Linked DNA regions of Sus scrofa: region 2 is linked to region 1. Evidence: chromatin contacts called from public Hi-C data. All regions are on one chromosome and are shown on one strand. The core of a region is the stretch at or near the end of the contact, and the rest is flanking DNA. Distances in the headings are between cores, read along the strand shown.

Region 1 (5,255 bases), core at 966-3,465:
CTGGTAAATAATAGGCCACTAACATGCAGCCCATACTCACCTCACAGTATGATTTCTTTTTTCTTTTTCTTTCTCTTTTTTTCTTTCTTTTTTTTTTTTTTTTTTTTGCTTTTTAGGGCCGCATCCACAGCATATGGAAGTTCCCACGCTAGGGGTGGAATTGAAGCAATAGCTGTCGGCCTATGCCACAAACACAGCAACACGAGATCTGAAACCAGTCTTCGACCTACACCACAGCTCACAGCAATGCCGAATCCCTGACCCAGTGAGCGAGGCCAGGGATTGAACCCGCATCCTCATGGATACTACTCAGATTTGTTTCCACTGCGCCACAAAGGGAACTCCCCACAGCGTAATTTCTGACTGAACTATTTTATTTCTCTCCAAAAATGGACAGTGCATTGCACAGTGATTTAGTAGCAAAACCAACAGGCTCAGTCACTAGTTAGATGACCTTGGGCCACTTGATCTCACCAATTTAAAAAGGAAGAATCTATCATGAAGGGACATGGTTGGAAGGGTTCAGTCAGATCAAGTATGTAAATTATAGTTCAGTGCCTGCTTAATAAATAATAAACAGTAAGTTGTAAGCTTGTATTTTGGTATTAATTTAGTATCTTCTTAAAAATTCCTTGAATAAAAATATTCATTCACTATAATAAAACATAGACTAGGCTACATATTACCTCACAGCAAGAGAGCTTTAGCATCCTGATGAAAAGGACATTATTTGGCCAACATCATAACTGATCTTATAAAAGAAGGTAAAGAAACACAAGGGAATGAGATCAGGAGATGGGTGGGAGCAGGAGCAGGATTAAATAGAGTGGTCATGGTGGGCTTCTTTGAGAAAACCAGATTTTGAGCAGAAATTTGAAGGAAGGGATGGAGTTAGCCATGGAAATGAGACAAGCCTGAGGGCGGGAGGATGAGGATGATAGGAAATCAGATAATGGAGCCTGGAGAAAACTGGAATTTTCAGAGCCCTGTGGAACACTGGAAGAAGTCAGGCTTTACTCCAAGTAAGGTGGGTGCTCTTGCAGGGAATAGAGAAGTGCCATCATCTGACTTATCCTTTTAAAGGATCTATCTGGTTGCTGGGTTGAAAACAAAAAGGAGGATAAGGATAGAAGGAGGTGACTATCGAGAGGTGACTGTGGTGATCAAGGCAAGAGATGATGGTACTAGAACCAGGGTGGTTGCCATTAGAAGGTGAGAGGGGGTCGGAGACTGTATTTGGAAGTTAAGCCAATAGGATTTCCTGTTAGGCTGAATGTGGGATGTGAGAAAAAGAGAAGACTCAGGGTGACTCCAAGGAGTTTATTCTGTGCAAATGAAAGCATTTTGAGCTGTCATCGGTGGCAATGGGGAAAGCTAGACTGAAACTAATTTTGAGATGTGTATGAGGTAGACATTTTGGTAGAAATACTGAGGCTGTAGCTGGATATGCAAGGTTGGAATCAGGAGAAAAATTGGAGCTGGAGATAAGAGAAAGACTGTGTTCCTTTTACATTCAGAGATCAGGGGGTAAAGGGAAGAACCAGCCACAGGGGCTGAAAAAGAGCCTTCTTTGAAAACAAGAGGGAAGAGTTCAGGGCCCGGGAAGGAGAGGAAGTTTACAAGGAGTGATCAGCTGTGTCCCAGTTGAGGACTGAGAAGTTACCACTGGATTTAGCAACCTAAAGGTCATTCCTGACTGACAAGAGCATTTTCAGTGATGAGGAAAAGTTTTTCATGGAGTCATTTGAGAGCAAGCAGCATGCCATATTTACAACCCCAGACACAGGAACAGAATTGTCATTGGTGACATGATTTTCCAGAGTGGTGAATAATTTTTAATAAAATTCCATACCAAACAAAGTGGAACATTCCCTCAGCATACACAGTAATTGCATTTCTGGAAATTTCAGTGTATAATAAAATCTTTGTTTCAGTGTATAAAAAATAGCTTGTGTTTGCAGATTATTATTAAACAAGTTTTTCATACACATGAATGTCCACTGGGGCATCTGAAAGTTGGATGGGGTAAAAGACGATTCTTTGATGTGTAGAACTGTGCCACCTATGATAGGATATTCAGCACACTTTCCCACCCAACCAGAAAATGTCAGCCCTACCCCCAGTCATTGTGACACCCACAAATATCCAAACTGTTCCCTTAGGAGATAGTCCACTGGTGTAGAGTACCACTGTTCTGGATCTAGAGAGTCGCTATTATGGCTCCAGTGGGAAACAGATGGCAAGCCCACATGGGTAATTGAGAGTTTAGTAAAAGGACTATTTACAGATGGATAGAGTTTGGGGAAACTCCAGAAATAGTGAAGTACATTAGGGCTTCCAGCCTGGAAGCCGTTAGCACATCTAAATCTGAAGGAGCAAGAGGAGGAAGAAATTACCAGAGCACAGCAAGATCTACATCTTGGAGGAAAGAGGACCCCAAAAGAGGTGTGGCCGGAAGTTCCCTTGTGGTGCAGCGGGTTAAGGTCACAGCTGCAGAGAGGGTTGGATGCCTGCCCTGGGAACTTCCACATGCCCCATGTGGCAGAAAAAAAAAAAAAAAAGACAGAAGTGTAGCCTTCACGAAGGGAATGCAGCCTCTGCCATCCAGTGGCCCAATAAGAGGAATGCTACAGTAGAAAAATACTGACCTCTTTCCTATTCTCTGTCCTTCTGCCAGTGCCTCACTGGCTCAGCTGAAGCCAGAGAGCCAGCAGAACCTGGAGGATGCAGTCAGAAGGGTCAGCCTCCTGGGCCCAGAGCAGTGAAGAGGCTGGCCAGTGGATTGGGGGGCAGCAGGAGCAAATGGGGAAGACCTGGACGGTTATTTTGTTTTCTTAGCCGTGCTAGAGTAATTCCTATTTGGCCATTTAACAAGGGAATACAATATTTTGTTGGTTCCAGACATTTATTTTATAGCATACTCTAATATTTGTTGTTGTTTAAAGGCTCTGGGAATCAGGGGATATATTCATTCTTTGATGTCTTATCAAATGTTTACATTCCATTATATCAGGGTGTTTACCCAAAATTATTTTTTGTTACTCTGCTTCCAACAGATCAAGCCTAATAAAGAATGACTGTGTTAATAGAGTGTGTGAACATTTTTATTTCCCTCTAAAACAATGAGAACCAAAGACATGTAAATGAAAAGAGCTGTGACACATTTGCTCTCACCTGTCTGGCCATGTCCAAAGCAGAAAATAGGAAAAATAAAGAAAAAGAGAGCAGAAGCATAAAAGGAGCACAGTATTGTAATCATCACCAGGATGAACATAGAGCTGTTGCAGAGCACGACATGTGATGAAGGCCGGCTGACCAACCCATAAAACAAGCTTAATGTTAGGATTATAAGAAAATATAGTGAGAAAAGAAAACTTTGAGCCACATGCACACATGCATTTAAATTTGCTCAGTGGCTTAGGAAATCCCTGAGGGAATGTTTTATATAAACCCTTGTCTTTAAAATATATATTAGATTCACACATATGCATACACACTCACACATATATCCATTTTATATTAAGAATGCTGTATACTCTTGACATCATGAGTCCTCAGGGCAATATGTTCATACCATATTTTCATTTATAATGTTAAAAATAAAAAAGGAGGAAAGGAATTAAAACTATGATTATCTAGTTAGTGCAAGCAGAAAAATTAGCAGGAGTCAGATTAAATTGCCAAAATGAAACCAAAAAATCAATAATTGGGACCTGAATTACTCCAATTAGACATCCACATGGCCTCAGTTCACTAAATATTTGCCACTTCTCTCGTTGGATATATAGGTGTTGCCATTTGTCACTGTCAGCATATCCCAAAATGTGAAGTGTAACATATATTCTGAACTATCATTGTAAAATATGAATTATTGAATGATACATGCTCTGTTCAATCCTGTTTTTTGAAATGTCTATTATCTTTAGAGTTACTTTCAAAAGACAGACTTTATAATAATTAAAGTATATGTGCTATTCACACGCATGGAGATGATTTTATATCATTAAACTTCTGCATAAATATACTTCAATAAGCAATTAAACCAAAGGCTCTGGTTTGCATTTTAATCCTTTTTCTCTGTGAAGTCATCACAATCATGTACCTTTGATCTTGCAGTCATTTCTGGCACCAGATCCAGATACCAAAAATGAACAATTACTACTTAATAGAATGAAATTCAAAGACAATGGAGTCTAATAAAATGGGGCTTTGTTTTAAACAAAAGTGAAACGTTTTCTAATAATTGCAGAGAAAGAGTTCTAAGCACATTAAAGAAATCAATTTATGATCCGAACATCTTCAGAGCTCTTAATGGTCTTCTAGACACCAAGCAGTTTGGAATTTGAAATTTTTCTTGGTAAAGGCAATGCTACCTGTACTTTAAGGGCTTTTCTTTCTATGCTTTTCTTTTACTCATGCTTTTTTTTTTTTTTTCCTGCTCCTTCAGGCTGTTCCACCTCCCAACTTTGAGATGCCAGTCTCCATCCCAGTGTCCAGCCACAACAGTTTGGTATACAGCAACCCTGTCAGCTCACTGGGAAACCCCAACCTTTTGCCACTGGCCCACCCGTCTCTGCAGAGGAATAGTATGTCTCCTGGTGTAACACATCGACCTCCAAGTGCAGGTAACACAGGTATGTTCTTGTAAGAGCGTGATTCTAACAAATCATTGGAAGGAGCCACTCTTAGCAAAAAGGCTCTTCTCCCTACAGAATATTCAGTTTTTCAATTTTTCCGTTTTCCATTTGTTATATTTTTTCATTGCTCAGTACCCATCCAACTAGTCTTCCACATGATAAAACCTAACCCTGTTAGCATATCTTTCAAAATCTTTCATAATCTGCAGTTCATCTGTTCAGCCTATCTGTCACCAATTTCCTCAAGTGGCTACATTTTAACCAAATGCTTTTTCCAACAGAACATCAAATATCCTGTCTCCATGCTTTGAATTCTGCCTAAAATGCCATTTTCCCTCTTGCTCCTAACCAGATATCAACTCCTCTGTGAAACCTGCCCCTGTGTTCTCTGATAGCATTTTTTTTTTTTTGGTCTTTTGTCTTTTGTCTTTTTAGGGCTGCACCCGTGGCATATGGAAGCTCCCAGGCTAGGGGTCTATTCGGAGCTGTAGGCACTGGCCTACACCACAGCCACAGCAACACCAGATCCAAGCAGTGTCTACAACCTACACCACAGCTCACGGCAACACCGGATCCTTAACCCCCTGAGCAAGGCCAGGGATCAAACCAGCAACCTCA
Region 2 (5,052 bases), core at 365-2,864, 110 kb before region 1:
AGACTTGGTAGGACATGGAAATGTGACCACCTGTGAGCCCCTCTGTATTGCGTACTAATTTTAGCTTTAAAGAGATTAACCATCTCCAATTTGAAATAAAAACATCTTATTTAATTTTTAAAATAATGTCAATTTGGGCCAGTCTTTGAAAACATTCAGTATATACCAGTATGGCACAAGCATTTCAGTTAAGTATAATGCAGTTAATAAACCATATTATTGTCCTCCAGAGTATACATGAAATTATTAAGTTAAAAGAGGTAGTTCTAAAGCAAGTAGATGCAGAACTTGACAGGTAAAAGGAGATGTACTTATCTAATGTCTGATCTCAAGAGGAAAAAAAATCTCTAAAATCAAGTATCTCATTCTATTTGTGCAAAAGTATACTTGACTATATATTAGACTTCTAAATGAATTCTAAAAGTTTTCATTAAAACACACTTTAAAGGCAGTGTTTAAGATGTGATCCCCTAATCAAGTTAAGGAGACAATAGTTGACAGTTATCTTTACTTCAGGTTTTGCTAAACTTTATAAAAATCTGTTTTTTACTGTTGTAATTCACACAGCTTTGAGTATTTGTAGCATATTTTCCAGACTTCTTACTAAAAACAGTATTTTTACCTCATTCATTAATTATGCTATTTACATTATGATTGCTATGTATATATGTGGAATATAGTGAAAGGCAGTATTAAAGATGTAACTTTTATTCAATATTAATTTATTTCTTTGGTTTAAATAACAAAGCATTTTAAAATAAAAAATCAATTTTCCGGCTTTTCTCAGCTGTTCATACTTTAAACCTATGCAATCATATATATTAACTTTTCAGAACAGAAACATATTAACATTAAATACATGCAATTTAAGTAACAAGGACTTTATTGTACCTTCCCTCTTTTCTATTTTGTAAACACATTCAGTTTTCAAAATTTGAGGGAATAGTTCACTCCATTAGGGAAAAGGGCTATCTAATGATTCAAAATTGGATCCTGAAAAAGCAACATGTCTTTATATTTTTCAGATGTCTGTCAGTTTCTTCCTTGGCCCTTCTCTTTACTGAATCAGTAAATTGTATAGCATAACAACCATATCTTTCCGATAAGTGATTTATTGTATTTAAACTTATTTTACTTAAAAAAATGAGCTTAAAAAACTCATTGGCATATATTAACGCTGTATTTCAAAACTTTCTTCTGTTTATTGTAGTATATTTTGTGGTTTTATTTCCCAACTCTGCATGCGGTATATTTTGTGTCTATGAAATCTCAGAAAGTGACAAAAATGGGGAAATATCTGTGCGGCGACACTTGTGCTTCATAACAACAAAAAAAATAGTTATTAAACAGAGAACCCTGGCTTCAGGGGCATGATTCAAAGTAAGATGGAAGAATTTCATATGCAATTAAGGGCCACAGAGTGGACTGTAAAGAGACTATTAATAAAGTTCTACTTTTTTTTTTTTACCCAAAGCACATCCTCTGAGAAAACACACAAATTAATACCTAAAACTTACAAAAATGCACATATTCATTTCATGAATACAGTGATTGCCTGGACACAATGAAGATTTAATCACCGGTGCGCAGTCTGTGTGCTGAATGTGGAAGGGTAGGTGATTAAGATCCCCGTCCTCAGCACCGTACCTTAATCTCACGGGCGCGTGGACTGCCCTGCACTCAGTAAAGCCTGACTATTCACCGAGATCTGTCATCTTTAGGAAATCAAACCAGATTACACAGGCGATTCACAAAACCAGGAGCTACAACAGAGTCTGTGCACCTTACAAAAGGCGGATTACGCAGTTCACATGTTATTTTGATAGGTCAGAGATAAAAGCTGATTGTTGGGGAATGGCAAGACACTCCAATTTCAAATGATTGCTAGATAAGTATACCACGACCCTGTTGCTTCTTCCTTATGAAGAGCCATTCAAACAGTAGAAAACTCAGTTTTCAGATGATAGGCTTTCAATAGTGAAATAAGAGAAAACATGTCCTCTTTTATATACGTAGCTTACATTTTAAGTTCCATCACTTCTTTCTGAACAGATACCAAGTTCTGGATGTTTATGTGAAGCAGTTATTATTATAAGGCTTAATTTGCAGTAGACATTTTCAAAGGCATTGTAGAGAGCATAAAACAGAATTTGCCAGAAATAAAACATACACTCATGGTATTGAGTAACAGAGCAGAAAATGCATGGTAGTTAATAGCCATTATGTTCTTCTGTTACCAAATATATTTTTCATAAAAATGTGGAATTACATAGCTAATGAATCTGTATATTTGAAATATATTTTGATAGGTGTTTATTGGTCAAATTATATGTATTTTGTGAATGTTTTATAAGGGTCATTTTTGGCCACAAAATGTGATGTTTTCAGAGTTTATTTCAGAGAAAAAGTTTAGTTGACATAATAACATTTTGAAAACCCCTACTTCTTACACATCCAACTCTACAGTAATTTCTTGCTTCTTTAAAAATTGGAGCCTTTTTTTACCCAACTGATGCCTCCTAGTGTTTCACACAATAAAACACTAATGAGTCACTCATAAATGTAAACATTGCATTTTCATTGCCTACATCTTCTGTGATACATAAAATTAATATTTATGTGTTTAATTTTCTGTGCATTATTACAGTGAGATAGGAGATTCCAATGAATGAGATGTTTCATCTGAGTGGGTTTGTGGCATACACTTGCAGGTTTTCTTTGACCATAACACTGTCTTACTAAGTTCTAATAAGTTTATTACCTTCAGCTCCAGCTTATATGCTCACTGTTTATGTTCACTCTAATTCCGAGTGAAAAACATAGACTAGGTATCAGAGCTTCCATTTTGTAGGCCTGGAAATTATACAGCTGAGTTCATCCACAAATGCCTGATGAACAAATTGCAAGGGGACTAAACCATTTCGTTTTAGATGATGAAATATCTTAAAAGATACAAAATTTTGCCTACTCTGTGTCTTTATATTTGCAAATTTCCGTGTAAAGGTAGAGTAAAAAAGAGAGTTTAAGAAAATAACAGGTAAGGATAAATGCATAGATTCCCACAAAATTGGAATCTATCGCCTTGTTAAAAATAGCAATGAAAAAAAAACTTGCTTTGGGAGCATAGTATTCAATATAGTAGAAGGAAAACTTAGAAGACAGCTTCTCCTGACCAGAAAATTGTCTAATGAGGTAGAAGTTAGTGGTTACCAACTTTGGTGTGAGTTTTCTGTCATTAAGATGGTGAGCGTAGGCTTTCCATATTCTTGTACTTCTGTGATTTCAGACAACTTTCTGATTCTATTTACAAAAGATGGCTACTTCAGTTTCTGAATATTTTTTTTAAAGTATTTATGAAAGGGAGGAGGCATTCCCTTAATGGGTCTTAGGTTCAAAGGATGTACTCGGAAGCCTGTAACATTTATGGGCCTCCTTCTGAGTTGTCATACCACACACAAGGGCACAAAAACAGCCACAGATTTCTTTCACTAACACAAGTATTCTGAGCGTCCAAACGTAGACCCTAGGCTTTGACTAAATGTGGTTCATTTCTGTTACCTCTGTATGCGTCATTTAGTTGATTCAAAACACATGCAATTTGATAATATTTGACTCATTCAAGATATTCTAATTTGGTCAATAATACAGTGCTATTACAATTCTTTGCATGTTGGACGCATTTCAAAGAATGTTAGGGGGTGTGTTCCTTTCGTTCAAGGAAGCAAACATGTAGAAAGGGGTGGACCTTTCCCACAAGAGCCACATTTCTTCCCTTGGAGAATTGAAGCAAATATGCAGTATGTAAGTGAATAACAGCATGAGAAAGAAAATAATTTCTAATCGGCTGCTGTAGTTAGTGAGCAAAGGAAACTGTCAGGTTTTTCTTAAAAGCAGTTCTAATTGATAACTTTTCTCACACTGAATGTTGAAAAAATGCCCCAAAATTTTGTAATTTTAGTATTAACTTCTATAAAGGGCACAAGAATTAATTTTGCTCAAAACAAGAATTCGGTAGTAACTATTTTACAGATTTATTGAAGCATAAAGAAATAAAGGGAGCTAAAAGTCCCATTCCCTATCTCTCTTAAGATTAAGTAGATGGCATCAATGTTCTTAGGTTAGTTGTTTTTGTTGGTGCAAGAGAAATAATTTAAAAAAATTCTATAACAAAGAATTCATTGTAAAATATAAGGATATGAAAAAGATTATCCAATAAGCATTATCTCACATTTCATTGGTATTTTTTAACATTAACTATAAAAAGGAAAGTTATATTCCTAAGTATGAAAATTATATGATACTTGTTATATACATATTTATGTTTGAGGTGATAACATGATCTTACGAGCATTCGTCATCACCACAATGTATTTGTTGTACATTGCCTAAGATAAATCTCTGTATTTATTTTTAAAATGTAGCCAGTTGTAAACAAAGTTCAAAAAATACAGGAAGGTAATCTCTTGAGGATGTTATAAAGGAAATTGGTGATATTATAAATGATAAAAACAGTAAACCTATTGCAGGCAGATTTCTGCAGGAATCATTACTCTTTAATAATGCAGATGTTATAGAGACTTTATTAATTCTTAATGTTGTAAATTTGAAATGAATGGAGCAATGTTGTTCATCCTGCAAGTGGTTGCGATTCATGTAGAATGACAGTGCAGATCTTCTAGTAATGATTTAAGTCAAGTGCCTTATACTTGTTTTTAGAGACTGGAGGAACTGATATCTGAAGCAGTCCCTGGTGAGAATCTACTTTTTCCAAACAATATCCTGAGCATGGTCTGGTTTTCCTCTTGTATCTTGTTGTCATAGATAAGATGCACATGAAGAATTCATATAAATTGTTCTTAGATACCATGGATCTCTAGCATATTGGATATAAAAAGAGATGGATATGGTCCTTTGATAGAATGCGAAGTGTTTTTTGAAACAGCTAACCACTACCCCTCTCTCTTTCACACATCTGTGATTCTTTCAGCAAGTTAGAATGATAGCAATAGAATGCTTCTTTCCCGAACCCTGAAGATAGGCAACCTTGGCTTA

Evidence for each region. Hi-C and Micro-C count contacts between places; a contact is called where the count stands out from the background.
Region 2: a contact with region 1 is called in a Hi-C map of retroperitoneal adipose tissue, with 2.4 times the contacts expected there. The contact joins two enhancer-like sites. A contact is called at or near these places in 8 of 47 Hi-C or Micro-C datasets (embryonic fibroblasts, fetal heart ventricle, fetal skeletal muscle and 5 more) and 2 of 2 datasets of contacts at active chromatin or transcription factors (alveolar macrophages and skeletal muscle).

What each region holds. Positions count from the first base shown.
Region 1 is chr2:96,155,086-96,160,340 of Sscrofa11.1, reverse strand. It overlaps MEF2C (myocyte enhancer factor 2C), which reads left to right. Exons shown (of 9, transcript NM_001044540.1): 4 at 4,448-4,634. Among named protein-coding and RNA genes, the nearest start is that of MEF2C, 59 kb to the left of the region's middle. Within about 2 kb of position 2,215, at least 7 of the 83 cell types and tissues checked have an H3K27ac peak or open chromatin away from gene starts, as enhancers often do. A contact at or near this core is called in retroperitoneal adipose tissue, where this site is marked.
Region 2 is chr2:96,269,538-96,274,589 of Sscrofa11.1, reverse strand. It overlaps a transcript of MEF2C not described here. Among named protein-coding and RNA genes, the nearest start is that of MEF2C, 55 kb to the right of the region's middle. Within about 2 kb of position 1,614, at least 14 of the 83 cell types and tissues checked have an H3K27ac peak or open chromatin away from gene starts, as enhancers often do. A contact at or near this core is called in retroperitoneal adipose tissue, where this site is marked.